Linked DNA regions of Oryctolagus cuniculus: region 2 is linked to region 1. A link is a contact called in public Micro-C data. All regions are on one chromosome and are shown on one strand. Each heading gives the region's core, a stretch centred on a gene start, on an enhancer-like site or on the middle of the called end of the contact. The rest is flanking DNA. Distances are from core to core; before and after follow the strand shown.

What was found. Hi-C and Micro-C count contacts between places; a contact is called where the count stands out from the background.
Region 2: a Micro-C map of ear pinna shows a contact between it and region 1, with 6 times the contacts expected there. The contact joins the enhancer-like site here to the promoter of BHLHE41 in region 1. A contact is called at or near these places in 5 of 6 Hi-C or Micro-C datasets (ear pinna, embryonic fibroblasts, psoas muscle and 2 more).

The regions. Positions count from the first base shown.
Region 1 is chr9:123,347,955-123,352,728 of mOryCun1.1, forward strand. BHLHE41 (basic helix-loop-helix family member e41) reads right to left here and starts at 1,892. Exons shown (of 5, transcript XM_051850356.2): 1 at 1,466-1,892; 2 at 1,241-1,304; 3 at 829-936; 4 at 382-493. The coding sequence starts at 1,527. It overlaps LOC108176986 (a long non-coding RNA gene), which reads right to left. Exons shown (of 3, transcript XR_001793695.3): 3 at 3,526-4,774.
Region 2 is chr9:123,740,318-123,745,091 of mOryCun1.1, forward strand. The region is part of intron 37 of ITPR2 (inositol 1,4,5-trisphosphate receptor type 2); the gene reads right to left. Among named protein-coding and RNA genes, the nearest start is that of SSPN, 320 kb to the left of the region's middle. Within about 2 kb of position 2,909, at least 5 of the 8 cell types and tissues checked have an H3K27ac peak or open chromatin away from gene starts, as enhancers often do. A contact at or near this core is called in ear pinna, where this site is marked.

The sequences.
Region 1 (4,774 bases), core at 642-3,141:
GAAGCATCTGCCAGTCACGTGGGCCCTGCGCCGACTGAGGGGACCTGGGCTTCTCCTCCGCCGGCTGCCGGGGGGAGGAGGAGGAGGAGGAGGAGGAGGAGGGCGGCGGGGGTGGCGTGCGGGGAGGCGCGCTGCTCGCAGCCAAGACCCCGAAGTAAGACAGGGCGCAGCCGCCACTGGAATACAACCCGGCGCCTTCCCTAGGGTGATGCACCGGGGAAACGGGCCCCTCCCGGGGACGGCACCGTCTCGGCCACGGAGCCCACGGTAGCGAGCTCGCGGGCCTGGGGAAGGGGTGGGGGCGGGGCGTGCGAAGCCCGCTGCGCCCGGGGCTGCCCTGCAGGCCGGGCTGGCCTCCCCCCACCCCCGGGCCGCGCTTACCATTCTGCAAAGCGAGGATTTTCTGATGCTGCTGTTCGGTTAAGGCTGTTAAAGCTTTCAAGTGTTTCAAAGTTAATTCCAAGACTACGGCTTTCTCCAGATGCCCCAGGGTCTGCAGCGGAGCAAAACAAAAAAGAAGGGGGCACTTGGTTACCTACCCCCCCCCAAAAAAAAAAACCCCACACATCCGGCTTCCTCGGCTGAGCTCCCCCCAGCACAGCAACTCGGGCGCACACTTGGAAGGCGTACGCTTCCTGAGCCTGCGTCCCAGCGGCCAGGTTAGAAATGCCTGCCTGCCTGCCTTAGCTGGGAGCCCTACTCTGAGTCTACGGCACAAGTTGTATGGCAGGCCTGGAATATTTACATTGATTCCTCTCCCTCCGGGAGTCCTCCCAGGCTACCCACACGCCCTTGGAGAGCACCAGAGCGTGGAAATGTGCGTCTTACTGTCAATTTCAGATGTTCAGGCAGTAAATCTTTCAGCTGAGCGATGCACTCATTAATTCGGTCTCTTCTTTTCTTTTCTATCAATCTGTGCGGTAATTTGTAGGTATCCTTAATGTGTGCGAGGCGTGGGAGAGGGAAAAAAAACAGTAAGCTGAATATTCACTTTCTGGGTACAACATCCCCCTACCCCAGCGTCCCCCCCATACTTATGTGATAAACTATGCCCAAGAAATCTCTTTTCTTCTGGACTGTTCTGAAATGCGATTTAAATTCAGGTATGATGTTTGGTATCCCCCTGAGAACAGCCAGTAAGGCTACTTAAAATTCAGTTGGGCAGAGCTTCCCTGTGAAATCAATGGCCCTAATTAACTATCCAGGCAGGTTATGCGAAACATGGGAAACTTAGACTTACCTTGGTGTCGTCTCGTTTCATGCCCCTTTTGGGCTTGCACATATACAAAGAGGAATAGTCCAGTCTGCAAAAACAGAAATCAGCAATCAGGCACCATTCGGGAAGGGGTTCTGCCCTCGCCCGCTCCATACCACTTTCTGGAAAAGCAGCAAAAAAATTTAAAAATTAAAAAAAAAAATCAGACCGAAGCCTAGACAGGGATTCGCAAGGGTGCGTGCACCTTACCCTATAAAATCTCTATGTTCCAGTAACTGTCTCTCTTGCAAATGCGGAATTCCTTCGTCCATGTTCGAGCGGTCCGTGGCCTCGGCTTCGGTTCGGGGGGATCCGCGCGTCTCCAGGCGCTCTCTCGCTCGCTCGCTCTCCCTCTTCAGTGCGGTGTGGAAAGTGTGAAGCAGCGGGCCCCCCCGCGCCGCCCGCCCGCCCGCTCGCACACACGCGCGCACACACGCGCGCACGCACCCTCGCCCGGCCCCGCTGCGCGGCTACTTTGCTCTCACTCCGGGCAGTGTTTGGCCACAGGGCACGCGCGTCGCCGGCCAGACCAGCACCCAGCTCACGTGCGGAACGTACCATCCGCGGTCCAGCCCGGAGGGGGGCGGGCGAGGAGGGGCCGCGCCGGGAGGGGGCGGCGGGACACGGCGGCGGGAGGGGGCGGGGACACCTGACCAGGGCCACCGGAAAGGAAAAACAACTTCGGCCAAGCGCTTCGTCTCCCCGGAGGCGCTGCAGGCGGCGGGGGGGGAGGGGCGGGGAGGGCGCGGGGGGTGCGGGGCGGCCCCGCTTCCCCGGCTCGGAAACGCGACTCTCCCCGTGCGTCCGTCATTACGGTGCAGAAACGTGAACGTGGCTTTTTTTTTTTTTTAATTTTTTATTTTTTTCGCTTTCCACCGACTGTGCCGCTGGCTTGGAGCGGAGAAAGGAAAAGAGAAAGAGCCTTCGCGGCGGGTCCCACTCCAGGCCCGAAAGAAAGCTGCAGACTTTGCGCCCCCGCTCAGCGGCCTGGAAGGGAGGACCCCTGGGCGCTGGGGGCAGGTTCCCCTCACCCCCCGCCCCAGGAAAGGGGGCAACTGGGCATCAGCCCCCGGCCCCCTGAAGGGCTTCAGATGCATGAAAACGCAGTCACTGGGACCGAGTGTCCCTGGGCCACCTAAACTTCCCGCAGCGGCCGGAATTGCGGTGCCACTCATCACAGCCGCAGCTGACGCCGCCCGGGGCCCCGTGGGCTCCCGGAGGAGCGCGGGCGGGGGGCCGGGGCGGGAGGAGGCGGGGGCTCCGGCAGTGCGGCAGTTGCCGCCCGCCAGCCCCCCGCGCCCCGGGCGGCGCCCGCGTGCGATCAGCCACGCCGGGCGTGTGCAGAGCCCACGCATACTACCGCTGGCACCTCCACAGCCTCCCTCCTTAATCCCGTCTCCGGCGGGTACCAGCACAGGGCCAGCAACGTGAGCCGACCTGCCGCGCTGCCACATCACTGCGCGGGGAACCCGTGCGCGCGCGCGCCCTGCAGCCGCGGCGCGGGGCGCGGGGAAGCACGGGCCGCGCCACCTCTCGCCGGAGCCACCCGCGAGCGTGACTCACGGCCAGCGGGAGTCGCCGGGAGACGCGCACTGCCCGCGCCGCGCCGCGCCGCGCCCGGCTGGGGGGCCTTGGAGGCCGCGGAGAGCGCGTCCTGCGGGACTCCCGGGTCTGCGGCCCCGCTGCCGCCAGCTCCTGTCTCATGACGCACGTTCACAGATAACGCTGCTGACAGTTTATGTAGCCATACATATATAAACAAATGTGGATCTCCCGCGGGCTGTTCCTGCGCCCAGCCCAATATTTACACTCTCCCCGGTCATCTGCGAAAACACTGGTGACGGCCAGTGGCACGTGAGCCCCGGGGAGGCGGACGCCGCCTGCACACGCACCGGGGCGCAGCAGGGAAGGGGGCCGTCGCTACGTGTCCCCCGGCCCGCCCCGCCGCGCGCGGGTTCCGGGCGCGGATCTGGGTCGCGGCGAGCGCGAGTCACGTGGCTGCGGGAGTCGCGTCTCCTCCCCGCCTCCGGGAGCCGCCCGGGCCGCGGCCGCGCCGCGCTGCTGCAGTCTCCCGGGTCCGGGGCGGAGACGCGCGCCGCGTCTGGCTTCGTGACTCGCGCGCCGGCGGCCCGGGCTCACCCCGGCGGGAGGAGACGCTCGCGGGCCGCCGGGTTCCCGTGGGAGGCTTCTGGCCGGGCTTCAGCTTCTCCAGCGGGGGACGTGCTCTGCACCAAATAGGCAGCGGAATCAGCATACAAAGTGAAAAGGCATTTAAAAAAAAATGCTGCTTTTATTTCAAAACCCGATCCGCTCTTCCCCCGGTTTCCAAGCGGCTAGATGATTAATTCCCTCTGATGAGGAGGGCAAGTTGGAACCCTAAGAGCGGCTTCTCCCTGCGGCACTGTGTCATTTTTTCCTCTGCTTCTTAACGCACCAAAAAGTGAAAGGGGGGAAGGGCGGGGCGGGGGGGGGGAGGTGAGGTCACTAAAGTGAATAATTGAAAATTCAGGACCCCAGCCCCTTGTAGAGGGGAGTGTGTGTGTGTGTGTGTGTGTGTAAAATTTTGTTCCAGAACGCCACTTCACAAACGATGAATATATAGGGAGAACGCAATGAAGACAGGATCCTTGCATCCTGGCGGGGCCGCTGGAGCAGCGAGACAGCACGCAGGCATCCTGCAGGGCAAATCCGAGGGCCAAGTCCAGGGCTGCCCCACAACTGGTTGGGGCAGGAGGGACCCGGACCGGAGCCCTGAGCATCTAGGGTTCCGTGAGCAGGTGAACGCCCCACGATTTCAAGCAGGCGCTGTGCCCGCAAATGAAGCTTTCACAAAAACTTGTCTTCCCCTGCGTTCCGCTCCAAGCGTCCCTCTTCCCACAGCCAACATTTTTTGTTTTCCTTTTCCACACCTTTCCGCTGCTGATGCAAGCTCGGGCTGTCGACGCGCTCTTTGCCAACGTGTGATCTCCTTCGTTATTCTTGCTGCTCCTTTTCCTCTCTTCTTTTTCATGCTCACCGTTTTACTCATTCCCCCTTTCTTCTGTCTTTTCCTTCCTTTCCTTGTCTTTTTTCTTGTCCTTTATCTGTCTCTCTTTCCTCCCTCACTCCTCTTTTCCCTGACAACCAGGAGGTGGATTCGCAAAGTTAGTGGGAAATGAAATTGAAAGGTAAGACGTTTCTGTTACACAAACATTTGAAACCCATGCATAGTAGGCTTCTTGCATGAACTTTTTAAACACGCCTAGTATATAGCAGGATTAGAGCAGCAGACGCCATTCTAAGCCTCACACGGTGCACACATTCATCCTTTCCACAACCCTATAAGGTAGACGCTGTCACTGTCTCCATTCTAGATGACAAAATGCTTCCCCAGTGAGATTAGGAACCGTGTCCAAGTTCCCAGAGCCAGGTCCATGACCCACTGATGTGAACAGCAGGAGCCAAGGTGTGAGGGCTGAGCACCTGCCGTCACCGTGGTCTTCGGTTGATGCCCACCTTTGTTGCATTGTGCGTGTCAGA
Region 2 (4,774 bases), core at 1,659-4,158, 390 kb after region 1:
ATGTAAGTCGAAATGACCTTACCAGATGCCAATCCTATACTTGGAAACTGCACTGTGTCAGCTGAGCTGTTGGGAATGTGTTTCGAGGAAGTCCCTGCACTGCAAAGCTGTGTGACCCTACTGTTACTACAGGCATCCAGAGGCCACTTTGGAGTCTTCCCAAAACCTGAGCTTCTGCTCCACAGACTCAGTTTGGCCTTTTCGAAGAGTCCCCTTTACAAAAAATCTTTGTGGACAACACAAGATGATCTTTGCAAGGTGGGGAGGGAGCCCCAGCCGCAGCACTGAGGGACCTTCATCTTCTAAAAGCACAGACAGGAAAGCCAGCAAAACAAACAGCAGCAGCAACAAAACAAACTCAATGGTGCCGGGGAAAAGGATTAGCTGGTGCCGTTTTATTGCCCTGTAAAGCAGCAGAGGCACTGACTTACAGTCACTGTTGATAATGAGCCATCCCTCCATCACCAACTCATTAAACTGACTCTGAATTCACTCATTAACAAAGTCACACCAGCTAGCACCAATTTAAGACCTGGAGGCTGGCCTTTTCATAACAGATGTCGCTTACTGGATTACAATTCCCTGTATTCCGTTGACTATTATAAAATACAACTCTGTGAGCCACAGAATACTTCATGTCTAATCCTAGCAAGATATACTTTTTTATTAAAAATTTTTTTATCAAGAAAATGAAAAGAATGTACAATGTTTATATAGTTTGGTTTGAATATACAGGAGGAACCCTCTGTGTGTGTGTGCATGTGTGTGTCTCCAACTATATCAGAAGTCCAACACAGAGATGTCCTAATGTCATGTCTGCAGCTCAAAATCAGACACGAAGCAGCCATCACTCCCACTGTTAACACGGGAATCATCTGGGAAGCTGTTTAGAAGCCAGCAGGGTAGTTCAAAAGTGTGTGAGAAATGGAATTAAAAGATAAATTTATTCTCGGGGCAAAGAGTTTTGAAATCCATGCCCAGTTTTTTCATTACACAATCTGCATGAACTGCGTAGTGATCCCCTTGCATACTATATATTAAAAAACCAGCCTTTCACTCTAGGTGTTATTAAACAAAATTTCCTTGAAATGTGGACCTGGCACCAGCCTGTGCCAGCACTTGGGGACCGTTAGCCAAGCAGGATGTGAACACTTGAGCTCCATTTTGGAGCTGGTATATAGTGACTGCCTAGCAATGTGGCCCTGGGCAGTTCCTCATTCCACCCTGTGCCTCAGTTTCTCCCTTGTGTAAACTGAATATTTATATGTGTGCATATATATATATATATATATATATATATATATACAGAACTGTAGACAGTAGGAAAAATTAAATGAATGGGAAAGTAGAGATGCCCACTCTTAAATATCCAGTCATGTTAAATCAGAGTATATGAGACTTCATTAAGCAAGTTTTTAATAAGGTTTTCTTTTTTTCATGCTAGTAATTATTATTTTTAAAAATTTTAACATGTAATCAATATAAAAATGGTTTTATAAATGTATGCTTCTGCCTTCCATTCCACAAGGGTTTGCACATTCTGAGATTCACACATAATAGCTGTGCATGTTTATGGAGCACAATGTGATAGTTGAACGCATCCGCACAGCATGTGCTGATCAAATCATGGCCATTGGCATTTCCAACTCCTTGTCTTTTCAGCCCTCCAACTCCACTGTTAGAAGGTCTCACATGATTTAAAAAAAAAAAAAAAAAAAAAAGTGAAGCCCTTTTGGAGCAAAGGAAAACGCCACAGCAGCACCAGTTCTGCCAGAGTGCACAACCACTTTACCCAAATCCACAGAGCCAAGTGCCTGAGCCCTGCTGGTCCAAGAGACAGAAAAGCACACCACACACCGTCTCAGCACCTTTGGTTCCAATTCAGTGTCCATCGGACCCCAGTCAACACGAACTCCTCACCTGTGTCTTTGGTTCTAAACTTAACCAAACTTAAATCCCAGCTGGAGGAAAATGAGGGTAGAGTGCTTCAGGAAAACCAATTCCACATCATGGATTTCGATTGGTTCCCAGTGGCTCCAAGACCCTAGTATGATAATCACCCTCAACTTCTTTCCCAAGCCCCAATTTCACTGCACCTGCTGTGACCTTTTTCATCCAGCCCAGATCTGCTTTTGAGAAAAGTTACCACAAGAGCTCAGCCAAGCAACATGGGGTTAATCTTTGATAGTTCCCAGTCCCTTATAATGATCAGCTACATCGTCACAAAGAAAAAAATTCTGCTTAAGATCTGAACACCCATTGAAAATCCCTTCTCACTGCTGTCCCCACGCCCTGCTCCAAATCATTACTCTATCAATTTCTTCAGTCACATTCATAGATCATGTCGTCACATTAAAAAAAAAAAAAAAAAAAAAAAAAAAACAGAAAAAGAAAACTGCTGGCAGCCTTTTAATCAGATTCTCCAAAAACAAAATAGCAAAATCTATTTAAAAACAAACAAACCAAAAAAAAATATTGCTAAATGTCTGTAAGAAAATATTTTTCGGTAGTCATCAGGGCTGATGTTTTTTTCCCTCTCACATTATTTGTCCAGGTTACATAATGGTTAAAATTCTGCTCTTCAGTGGCATGGTGATGTGTATATAATGCAAATATCCTTGCAGGAACTACAATGGTAATTTATCAATTTGTGTGCAGCTAATCAACCCATTTGCTTTCTAGTATAGCGCAGTAAAAGCTTATCTCATGCAGACTCACGGATCCCTCAAAGCAACCTAATTGAATTTCAGGGCCAAGAGCATTGCAGGCCACGTGACGGGTCTCCAGTGGAGCACGGTGCCAGACACTGCAGGCGTTACATAATCACATGCCGCTGCTGGCAGAGCCGCCTCCGTGGCTTGGCAGCCCGCGTCTCCCCAGCCATGCCCTGCAGCTCTAATCCGCACAGAGTGTTCACATGCACAGTCACATGTCTTCTGCCTTTCACAGCACCGAATGGAACAGGGACCACTGCCTGACCGCTAGACAGGGTTCATTAAAGCCAGTCACCGAGTACCTGAGATTGTATCAGGTCAGAACACACAGGAAATAATGAGGCTTCTGAGCCAGCAACAGCCAAAGGAAACTGAAGATTTTTCTCTCCTTTTCTTATCCAGTGAGTAAGGACACACAATGTTGTGCCTACTACTTCAGATGAATATCCAAACTGGGACGTGTGGGAATAATATATATGAGATACTACATAGAGTAGAACCAGTTGACCTCAGCCACAAGGGGAGTTGAGAGTCTAAGACTCATATAATCAACACGGTATTTCCAGATTTCAATCAGAATATGCACAATTATGAAACAGTAAGCATATCTAGTTCTCAAGTAATGCTATTAGATTTTTAAATACTGAGCTACTGTATATATATTTACATATATATACAACTAACCATTATCCTTGTTTTCTTTCAATTTTATTGCTAATGTTGTGCCCTAATATAAAAATATCTCTAAAACTGATAATACAGTATTGCAAAAAAAAAATTCCTACTTTTTTAACTTTTAAAAAATATACAAAACACAAGATCCTGAACTTAGATGCATGTCTGCAGATTCTTTCAAAAACAACTTCAGTTTAGTCCATACCAGCGTTGCTCAACAAAACTTTCTGTGATGGTGGGCCGGCGCCGCGGCTCACTAGGCTAATCCTCCGCCTAGCGGCGCCGGCACACCGGGTTCTAGTCCCGGCCGGGGCTCCGGATTCTGTCCCGGTTGCCCCTCTTCCAGGCCAGCCCTCTGCTGTGGCCAGGGAGTGCAGTGGAGGATGGCCCAGGTGCTTGGGCCCTGCACCCCATGGGAGACCAGGAAAAGCACCTGGCTCCTGGCTCCTGCCATCGGATCAGCGCGGTGCGCCGGCCACAGCGCGCTGGCCGCGGCGGCCATTGGAGGGTGAACCAACGGCAAAGGAAGACCTTTCTCTCTGTCTCTCTCTCTCACTGTCCACTCTGCCTGTCAAAAAAAAAAAAAAAAACAACTTTCTGTGATGGTGAAAATGTTATTAGGGAGGAAAAAAATGAAAACAAAGGAAACAAAACAAATGAAAGCAAAATACTCAAACAATATTTTTTTCTTATCCCAACATGTGTTTACCAACTCACCATATATTAAAATATTATCCAAATATTTACTTGAGCTAGTATGAGTTTAAAACTTATAATTATGAAATGTCAATTCAAAATATAGGTGAGACAAAAATAAAACATTTATTGTATAAAGCTTTAAACAAAGGAATGCTGAGTGGGATCAATCATTTATGAGATGATGACACCTACTGGTGAGTTGTGATATTGCAGCCTAGCTCTAAAGGCTCTGTCCATTTACCATCTCCTGGAAGAGGGAAGAAAAAAAAAAAACTTCAAAAGATTAAAATTTAAAATATAAACATCACTGGGGCTGGCACCATGGCACAGCAGGTCAAGCTGTGACTTGCAGCACCGGCATCCCACTGGGGCGCCAATTTGAGTCCTGGCTGCTTCACTTCCAATCCAGTTCCCTGCTAATGCACCTGGGAAAGCAGTGGAAGATGGCCCAAGTGATTGGGGCCCTGCACCCACATGGGAGACCCAGAAGAAGCTCCTGGCTCCTGGCTTCTGCCTGGACTAGCACTGGTCATTGTGGCCATTTGTGGAATGATCCAGTGGGTAGAAAATATCTCTCTTTCATATAAATAAATATTTTTTTTTAAGTAAGCATCAATACCACAAGGAGAACATGGGCAAGGGAGACAATGGCTGGCGAAAGCCACTCTCCATTCCTGACGTTCCCA